2 separate regions of the Mus musculus genome follow, and region 1 is linked to region 2. A link is a contact called in public Micro-C data. All regions are on one chromosome and are shown on one strand. The core of a region is the stretch at or near the end of the contact, and the rest is flanking DNA. Distances in the headings are between cores, read along the strand shown. Region 1 has its middle 19 kb from the start of Kirrel. Region 2 overlaps Dclk2 (doublecortin-like kinase 2).

Region 1 (4,458 bases), core at 870-3,369, 350 kb before region 2:
AATAATAGTAATATTATCTAGAACTGATGTGTTGACTTGTGTCTGTAACTTCAACACTCAGGAACCTGATCAGAACAATGGCAAGTTCAAGGCTAGCCAGGGTTATATAGACAGACGCTGCCTCAACTTTTCAGTGTTGTCACTGTCTTCACTACCCCCTCTTCACCCTCCTCCCTCCTCCCCGTTGTCATGTGTGTGTATGTGAGAGAGTCCTACCATGTGACCCTCCACTTCACTTCACCCTAGCCGTCCGCTACCAGTCCCCACTTCCCAACTATAACTTAGGAAAACCCAATGGAAGGCAGTCTGGCTGAGCTCTGCCCATATCCTGGACAGGTGACCTCTAGTACACACTTTCCCTGAGGTGAGCATTCTGTGACCTGTGGGTGAGAATGAGCATCTCCTTTCACCTTGGTGTCTCTCTCTCGATCCAGAGCAGAGGTGATGGGAAAAACCATCAGGAAAGATCTAGGGCAGAGGGCTCAAGAGCCAAGGGGATAGCGCTGGGTGCGCTAGCAGGTGCTCTTCCCTACTTCCATCAGGGAAAGGAAGGCTCAGGATAGCAGAGTCTGGGGCTGCCAGTTTTCCTAGAAGTGACTTTCTGATCAGCTTCCTAAGCTATAAGGACCCCACTGCTTGAGCTACCTGCTCAAGTCATACCCTGACAAACAGCTGTGACAGCTATTGACAAAGCAGCTTCTGGTTAGTTGAGAAGAGAACAAAACACCTAAGATGCTGGATAGAACCCAGGCTCTCAAACACACGGCTCGTGGAATTCAGGAGTAGAAGGGGAACAGTAGTGCCAGAATCCAGCAGTCACATCTACTTGATGTGTCCCTTTGGGAAGCTTCTGTCTCAGCTCCCATATACAGAAATGGAGAGGTGTGCTCCTTGGTCATTGTAATTACAGAGACCTCTGTGTTGCCTACCACAATACCAGACAGTTGTGGGGGCTCAAGGGGGAGAGAGTCACGAATAGACGGGTAGCAATATTTCACTGAAATAATTCCCTGAGATTCTTTCAAATGCCAGACTCCAAAGGGTCCATTCAAATGTATGAAGAAATTTTGAGAGGGCGATGAAACACACATAAGTAACTATAATACTAAACAGGTGGCCTTGAAGTAAGGCAGTACAAGAGCAGTGGTTTGAATGAGAATGGCCCCCATATTCACCATAGATTTGAATGCTTGGTCACCAGGGAGTGGCACCATTTGAAAGGATAAGGAGGTGTGGCTTTGTTGGAGGAAGTAAGTCACTGGGTGTGGGTTTTGAGGTTTCAAAAGTCCCCAAGCATCTCTACTGCCTGTTGGTCAGGATAGGATGTTGCTCTCAGCTACTGCTCCAGCACCTTGCTTGTGTGCCACCATGCTCCCCACCACGATAATGGACTCACCTCTGAAACTGTAAACAAGCCTCCAAATAAATGTTTTCCTTTCTTAGAGATCCATGGTCATGGTGTCTCCTGCAGCAACAAACAGTGACAAGGACAGCCAATGCATTGGGAAGGGTACTTTGTCCCATCAGAGGAGAACATTGCCCCTGGGCTGGGCCTTGCAGAAAGCAGGGGTTGGGTTGGCTTTGGCTGTGTTGCTGTTAAAACAAAATCTTGCCATGTAGTCTAGGGTGGCTTTGAACTTGTAGTGATCCTTCTGTGCCTGTCTCCCAAGGGTTGTGGTTGAATGTGTGTACCACTTTACAAGCTAAAGGATACATTTTGATTAGGGGCTCTAGTGGGAAACAACAAAAAACCAAAAGCCCCACCTACATAGAATGGAAAGCAAGGGAGCAAAAGGCTGAAGCCTGGGGCAGAAGCAGGGCTGTGGGACTCAGGCTGACGCTAAGGGGATAGAGAATGGGGGCTTCTTGTTATGTTAACAAAGCTGCCCACAAAACTAAGGTAGTGCTGAAGTCTGTGTTCATAGTTCACCTGAACAGCGAAAGGATTCTGAGTGATAATGATATCTCCTCTCCCTCCCAGACCTGGTAAATATCTTAACCCCACCTGGCCCAGCCTTCCTCCTTATCAAAAGAGGAAGGGAGGCTGCTTCTCCTTCCCCAAGCATTCCTTAGTGGTGTGGTTCTTTGTGTAGAGGATAGGCCTCCAGGGCTGCTTCCTCCCACCCCACCCAGTCCTCTTCAGCATGCCTATTGCTATTCAAATGATCAGACCTGAAAACACACCCAGGCAATGTGTGTGTGTGTGTGTGTGTGTGTGTGTGTGTGTGTGTGTGTGTGTATTCAACAATTAATAGAAAAAAAGAGGCTGTGGATTTGAAAGAGAGCAAAGAGGGATATGTGGGAGGATTTGGAAGGAGGGAAAGAAGGGAAGGGAAGAATAACATAATTATCTTATAATCTCCAAAAAGGAAAGAAAAGAATCTAAGAGCAGCAACTACAGTCACCTCTGAACTGGGGCTGAAGTGGGTGTTTGTTAGTGGGCCGTGTAGAAATACTCTTGAGTTACAGCACTGTAAATTCCCGCAGGGCCAAGTGACAGGGCTGTAAATTGCTGCTCTGTGCTCAGGTATGTGATCGTGCACTCAGCTGTATTTATCACTTCACTCACCGCTCCCTGGATTCTTTTCTCTAGCAGTGTGGGTAATATGTGTCTCCCACACATATTCTGAACAACAGAAGATAAACGTATATGCCATTTCTGCTCCTCTGTTCCAGCCCCCGGGAAGAGTAATTTCTTGATGTTTAACAAATGTCTGCCGAATGGGGAAGTTCCCCTTCTAATCTAAGGACTAAGTCTCTGGCTTGGTACCCTGCACAATGGAGCCCAGCTCTCTAAGCATAGCAGGAGACACTTGAAGCAACATGGAACAGAAATATCTCCATTTCCTTCAAGTTCCAGGTGCTGGGTTCTAGTGGCAGCAGACGCCACGTCTATTCAAGGCATACTAACCAGCAGAGAAAACAGACAGGACATACCTAATTACAAGTGTGACTGATGCTACTGGTAGGAATGGCGGGGATTTGATGGCAAATAGGGAGAGAGTCACTTGTCTGGAGGTGTTAGAAAGGATTCTGAAGGTCTGAAGAATGAGCAAGACTGATTGGGGTATGGCCCTGGTGCAGAACGTTGCAGAGAAGGGAGCACTCAGAAGAAACCTGGTGGACAGGATGACTGTGAGGATCCGTGAGGCTGGGGAGAAGGCAGATCCACCCCAGGCAGGCTCTGGGAGCTGGGGACAGATTCTGTGCCTAACTGAAAGGGGAGTAGAGATCACTGGCAAATTCTAGGCAGTGGAGGGCTCTAGTTACAGAGAAAAGAGTCTGTCAGAAGGGGTAAGCCAAGGGAGAGGTCCCATATGGATAAATGGAAGCAGTTGACAGTGGTTTCAGCTGAGGTGGATGGAAGTAGGTGAGCAGGATTTGGAGGTCAGGTGTGAAGAGGTAGGAGGAGTTAGGAACAGACTAGCAAAAGTCTGGTTTGGACAAGAAGGTGCGTGTGCAAGCATGCTTGCTTGTGCTCATGCCTGTGTGTAGGAGTTGGGGTATGGTGGATGTGGGCGGGAGTGCCTGTGTGTAGGGAGGTGCATTCTTGACCAAAGGTCCCTGATGATACTGTGTAACTTCCTGGAGAGACATTAATAGAAGCCTCTTCAGCCATCAATACACCCACTACAAACCAATGAAACAATTTAAGCCAAGTGTAGCTAAGTGAGCCAGTGAGTTTACTGGGGTTATTGACAAGAACCTCCCGGTGGGCCACTCAGAAACAGCAGGACCACTGGAAAGGCCTGCCCCTCCCCAGCTATGAGTGATGATGCACCAAAGCAGTGCCCTTGGAGCATTCTGCACGGCTTGCAGGCAGCCTGGCCGTGGTGAGGCTCCTCAACCCAGTAGCTTTGCTTGCTTTTATAACCTTTGGAAGAGGTCTGGTGAGTCTTGATTTTCTAAACTACTTGAGTTTCACTAGCTTCCTGAACTGGGTAAGTTTAGCTTCCCGAATCTTTGGAGTTTCTCTCTCTAACCAAGAAGGAACGGGTCAGTTTGGAGGAAATGGCCACACAATGGGGGCATGCCTGACAGAATGTTCTGTTGTCCCTCTTGCTGGATTTTAGTGGAAGGGCTCCATTTCCCTCATAATTTGCACTTTCTTGGATCTAGTCCCGAAGCCTAGACTAGGGCTCTGTTCTGGGAGGGCTGAGGGACAGGGCCAGAGGAAGATTGAAGCTGGAGTATTCCTGCCAGGAAGCAGGGGACTTGGTGCCAGAGCCTTGTTTCTGTGTGTCTTTGAAGCAGGAACAGAAGCACGGGAGCGACATTAAACCAACATCCTCCATCTATGTGTTTAGACAATGCCGCCTGAGCCAGCAGCCAGACTCTGCCTGGCAGGAATTGCTTGGGCTGTTCACTGACATAGAAATGGGTCGTCAGCAAAAGACCGAACAGTTCTCCCAGCCAGTTTAGCTGTAATGTAAAAAGGAAACGGGAGTTAGGAGATGG
Region 2 (4,831 bases), core at 1,508-4,007:
ATATGTATGTATGTGAGTGTGCGTGTGTTATGGTGTGCCTTTGCAGGACAGACAATAGTCGTTGGTAGTTCTCTCTTAGAATGTGGGCTGGGTCGGAGGAATCTGAGGTCGTCAGACAGACCCCTGTAAGGATGGAATCAGCTTACTATAGCCCTCAGTTTACTCTTTTTTTTTTTTTTTTTTTTTTTTTTTTTTTTTTTTTTTGGTTTTCGAGTCAGGGTTTCTCTGTGTAGCCTTGACTGTCCTAGAACTCACTCTGTAGACCAGGCTGGCCTTGAACTCAGAAATCTGCCTGCCTCTACCTCCCAAATGCTGGGATTAAAGGCATGTGCCACTACTGCCTGGCCTCAGTTTACTCTTAAGATCCTCTTACATTCTGCAGCTTGAAATGTCTCCCTAACAAGTGTGCAGGATGTTCACTCTACCAAATCAGATGTGGGTAGAGGAGCAACTCAAAAGGGAAGTTTGTTGCTGTGTAAGACTCCTGGGAACCTTAGCTTACTGGGGACCCCCTGAGAGAACCACGTGGAGCCGGGATCAATGCAAAAAGCACCCCCAGACCCGAAGGAGAGGCAGCGACCACCAGCACCCCAATCAGATCAGTCCAGTCGGCGAGTTTTTATATGGTTTCCAGGGGGCAGAATAGACCATCAGCAACTAGGCACAATAGGATTGGCAGAGCAGTGCACCCTTTAAAGTGATTGGTCTTTAGGGAATGAGATGACAAGGACTTCCCTTGTCTGAAGGTGGGTAACAGTCTGTCCAGAGGAATGAGTCCCCACCCACAGGTTGGTTCCTGCCCTGTGGTGTGAGAAATGTTAATTCTCCTCTCCTTTCTGGAGGCTCAAGTGTTTCATGACCTTCCCATAGTTCCTTAGCTGACCTTTTCAGCTGGAATCTTTAGGGTCAAAGATTCTCTTTCTAAAGCCTGCTCTTTAGAAGAGAGTTCCAGAACAGCCAGGGCCTTGTGGAAGAACCCTGTCTCCAAAAAGCAGAAAAACCAAACCAAACCAAAAAACATATTTTTTTATTCTTTTGGCTTTGTGTTTTTGGTTTTTTTTTTTTTTTTCAAGACAGCATTTCTCTGCATAAAAGCCCTGACTGTCCTGGAACTTGTTTTGCAGACTAAGCTGGCCTCAAACTCACAGAGATGGATGGACCTGCCTCTGCCTCTGCCCTGCCACTCCCGGCTAAGTTTTTTTGTTAGGAATTCTGTATGAATGAAACCTAATCATATTTTCCTCCCCCACCTTCCCCTTGTCCCTGTTGACATGTACCCTTCCCAACCTTATGGGTTGGTTGGTTTGTTTGTTATTTAGTTTTGTGTTTATAACCCAGTTAGTGTTGCCCACATGTGCATGAGTGAGGGCCATGCCATTGCAGCAAGGGAAATCTGCCTGTGACTGAAAACAAAACAAAACAAAAACAAAAACAACCCGAGAGTATCTTCACTCCTGTCAGGCTGGTTAAGTTGGGATGGGTTCTGCTGTAGTTTTTTCTTGATGCCAGAATGTAAGTTCAAAGAATAACTCAAGAAAGGAGAGCACCAATTTTATTTAGAGAGGAGAACAAAAAAGTAAAAGACGACCTGACCCCTTTCAGATACATCGTGTTTTAGAACCTAAATGCCACAGAACAATTAAGGATAGTAACAACGTTTGTGCTGGCAGTGTTGAGGACTTTCATTTTCCAGAATAATTAAGGATTAATTGATCAGGTTTCTCCATATCATCTTAATTAACGATTCTAAGGCTCTTACTTCTCTTGAGTGTGATCACGTGTGGTGATGCCATGCTGATACCAGAGTGTAAGCTGATGTGATTTCTATGTGCAGAGAATCAATTCCTGAAAAATCCTGCAGGTTCTGCCTGTTTTTAAAATATGTAGAGATCATAGTATTCATTAGCACATATTGATACATTTAGTATTTTTAGTCTGGCAACAAGTGGAGTCCTATTTTAAAACCATATGATTGAAACTTGTGTTTATAATTTGTTTCAAGAGAGTTAGCCAATTTGTTTGAAGATATCAATTTCAGAACATATTCACTATTCCCTAAAGCATAAGAAGTTGGCCTGAACTTGTAATGACCTTAAAACATTACTTAGAAGTCGATCCTTTAAAAAAAAAAATTCCTAGGTATAAGATTACATCGTTGCCATTCACTTATTTCATAAAAGACAGAAAAATGGCCCAGTTGTTTGGATTTTAGACAAGTATAAAAGCTGCTGACTTATTTCATAAGCTCTTTTATGTTTTCTTGGAGGTTGTAAATCACAGTTAATACTTCTCTTTAGGGAAACAGCATGTGGTCTAGCGAGAAGTCTCCTCAGCTGGCTCTGTGACTTGGAACATTTTGCTTAACCTTTTGAGCCATGTTAAGCCCCTTTTAGGTAAATGGGCACGTGAGTCCTTGGTAAGATTGTCCTGGTGGCTAAGAGAAAGTTAGTGAGAATGAGATTCCTTGTGTAAAGTGTGTCCTTTTCCCCCATGGATGTTCCCTTACCTCATCTGTTGCAAATAGACCAGTTTTAGACAGTTACCACCTTGAGCTGTGGTTCCATTGCCCTTTTCGTAACATAGTTTCTTTTTATTTGTTTGTTTGTTTATTATTTGGAATGACTTGAGCCCTAGAAAGTCTTCATGCAAGGTGCTGTTACATCTGCTTAGAAACATTTGGTCCCCTAGTCCCTAGAGTCACAGCAAGACACAGAGGGTGGAGTCACAGGAGGGCTGGCTCAGTAGGCTGACTTCCCATTTCCTTGTCTGACTTCATCTGGAATTTTGCTGTGGCTTCTGTTCCTTAGAAAGCCCTAGAGTACATTGGACAGCTTTTTCTGCTTTAATACTAGCAGTCAAATTATCTTAGACATTTTCTTCTTTTATAAGGCCATTGTCTCTCCTAGAAAGTATCATTTGGTAGCTTTAAAAGTTTAAGGTCTTTTGTCTGTTGACGGAAAGAAACATTTTATGAAATCAAATGTTTGGTTGTAAAACCCTATGATTAGTTGTGATTGGTGGGAGCAGTAGGAAAATAAAGCTGAAATCCAGTTTTTGTTGTTTTTATTTTATTTTATTTTATTTTTTTAACAGACAAGATTTAAACGCAGGGGTGTAGGGACTGTCTGCAGGTGCCATTGAGATGCCTTTTACTGTAAGTGCTGCTGCCTTTGAGCTTTGGTTCTGTTTCTATGGCAACCGCAGGATCTATGTGCTTGGCTGAATGGATTTACAGGAAACTGAAAAACATTGCTATTCTAAGTAGCTTGTTGTGGAAAGCGCAGCCAGCATTCACTGAGAACAAAGCAGGCAATGTATGCTAATTGTATTCCTTGTCGGGGCTAAAGAGTTGGGGAGAATCCCAGCGTCTGCTTACTGACTTTGTGTTTCTTGAATTTTGGAGGACGAAATGACTTACTCTTTATTTATTTCAAATTTCATATTTGGTTCTCCTGTCTCCACCCAACCCCCTTTTCCCAAAGTGTTGAAGATGGGATTCATGTCGCAGACAAGCTAGGGAAGTTCCCCGTCCCCCATTTCCCTGTACCTTTAAAAAAAAAAAAAAAAAAAGCTATTCTAGTAGAATTGATTTAAACAAAACAAATCTGTCTGTCTGTCTGTCTCTCTCTGTGTGTGTGTGTGTGTGTGTGTGTGTGTGTGTGTGTGTGTGTAAGATAATGTTTCAATGAAGTAATCTGCTGGTTTTCAGGGTCTCAAACACCGAGGTGGGCAATCTAATGCAAGTGGCTCCCTTTGCTAGCACTGTAAATTAAAATGGCACTGAGGCTTATCCTTTATGTCAAAACTCTCCTACCTAGAGTTTCCTTGACGTGTGGAAGCTGTTTCTCTAAATATTTACAAAACAGAAGAGTCATGTAATAAACTGTTGCTTGGGGGATCAGAATGAAATGCAGTTTTCCTCTATTATTTTATTCACTCATTGCATGTTTACAGAAGACTGCACATTGATGTCAGTACAGCTCTATTAAAAGGCCACATGGTGATTTCAGTTTCAATATAAATATATTGGGCTTCCTGTTTGAGATTTTTCAAGTCATTTTTAGAAATAAGGTACAATTCTTTTTAAAAATGTAAGGTATTCAGTGGAAGCAGCCATATAGAAGGACTCTGATATTGAAAGCTTTTGATTTCAGGAGCTACCTCCCCCGTTCCCACCCACATACTCAGTTAAAATGGAAGAAGACCCATAAAAATCCTAATGTGTACCCACCATCCTATTATTTCTTGTATGAAGTGTCTTTGTTCTACCAGCAAGGCAATTGGCAGTGCAAAGGCTCACCCTTATTATTACACAGATTTAAACTAGTCTTTCTCTGAGACTGAAGATGTTTTCTGTGCATTCCTCCCAGGTCGGGGAATGTGGAATATTTCTGTAAAGTACACTTCTGATATCTCAGGAGACCCTCATCTATGGAAACTGCAAGCTTCCAGATAAATCAAGTATAGGGTATAATTGTGAATTGCAGTCTCTGTAGCCCATAGGTGGAGTAATTAGGAATCTCAAAGTACTCTGAGATATTGATGAAAGGTTTAATTCTTCAGAGAGACTCTGTGATACAAGACAGAATCTAGGAAGGCTAGATTGGTTTTGTTTTTTTAAGATGTCTAGGACCAAAATTTGTTGAATAGATCTTTGCTGAGTCCCTTTAAATATGGAGTTACAGGCTTTGACAAACATCAGGAACTGGTGCTAACCTGATTGCTAATGGGTTGAGAGGAATTACAGGACGATGATGCGAGAGCTAGGAGGAGGAGGTAGGATCCATAACACTCCAATCGGGATTCACTCCACAGAAACATGTAGAGCACC

Evidence for each region. Hi-C and Micro-C count contacts between places; a contact is called where the count stands out from the background.
Region 1: a contact with region 2 is called in a Micro-C map of embryonic stem cells, with 4 times the contacts expected there. The contact joins two enhancer-like sites. A contact is called at or near these places in 3 of 484 Hi-C or Micro-C datasets (all in embryonic stem cells) and 1 of 115 datasets of contacts at active chromatin or transcription factors (embryonic stem cells).

Annotation. Positions count from the first base shown.
Region 1 is chr3:87,191,587-87,196,044 of GRCm38.p6, reverse strand. No RefSeq gene overlaps it. Among named protein-coding and RNA genes, the nearest start is that of Kirrel, 19 kb to the right of the region's middle. Within about 2 kb of position 2,119, at least 20 of the 459 cell types and tissues checked have an H3K27ac peak or open chromatin away from gene starts, as enhancers often do. A contact at or near this core is called in embryonic stem cells, where this site is marked.
Region 2 is chr3:86,843,682-86,848,512 of GRCm38.p6, reverse strand. All of the region lies in intron 2 of Dclk2 (doublecortin-like kinase 2), which reads left to right. Among named protein-coding and RNA genes, the nearest start is that of Gm46810, 15 kb to the right of the region's middle. Within about 2 kb of position 2,757, at least 98 of the 459 cell types and tissues checked have an H3K27ac peak or open chromatin away from gene starts, as enhancers often do. A contact at or near this core is called in embryonic stem cells, where this site is marked.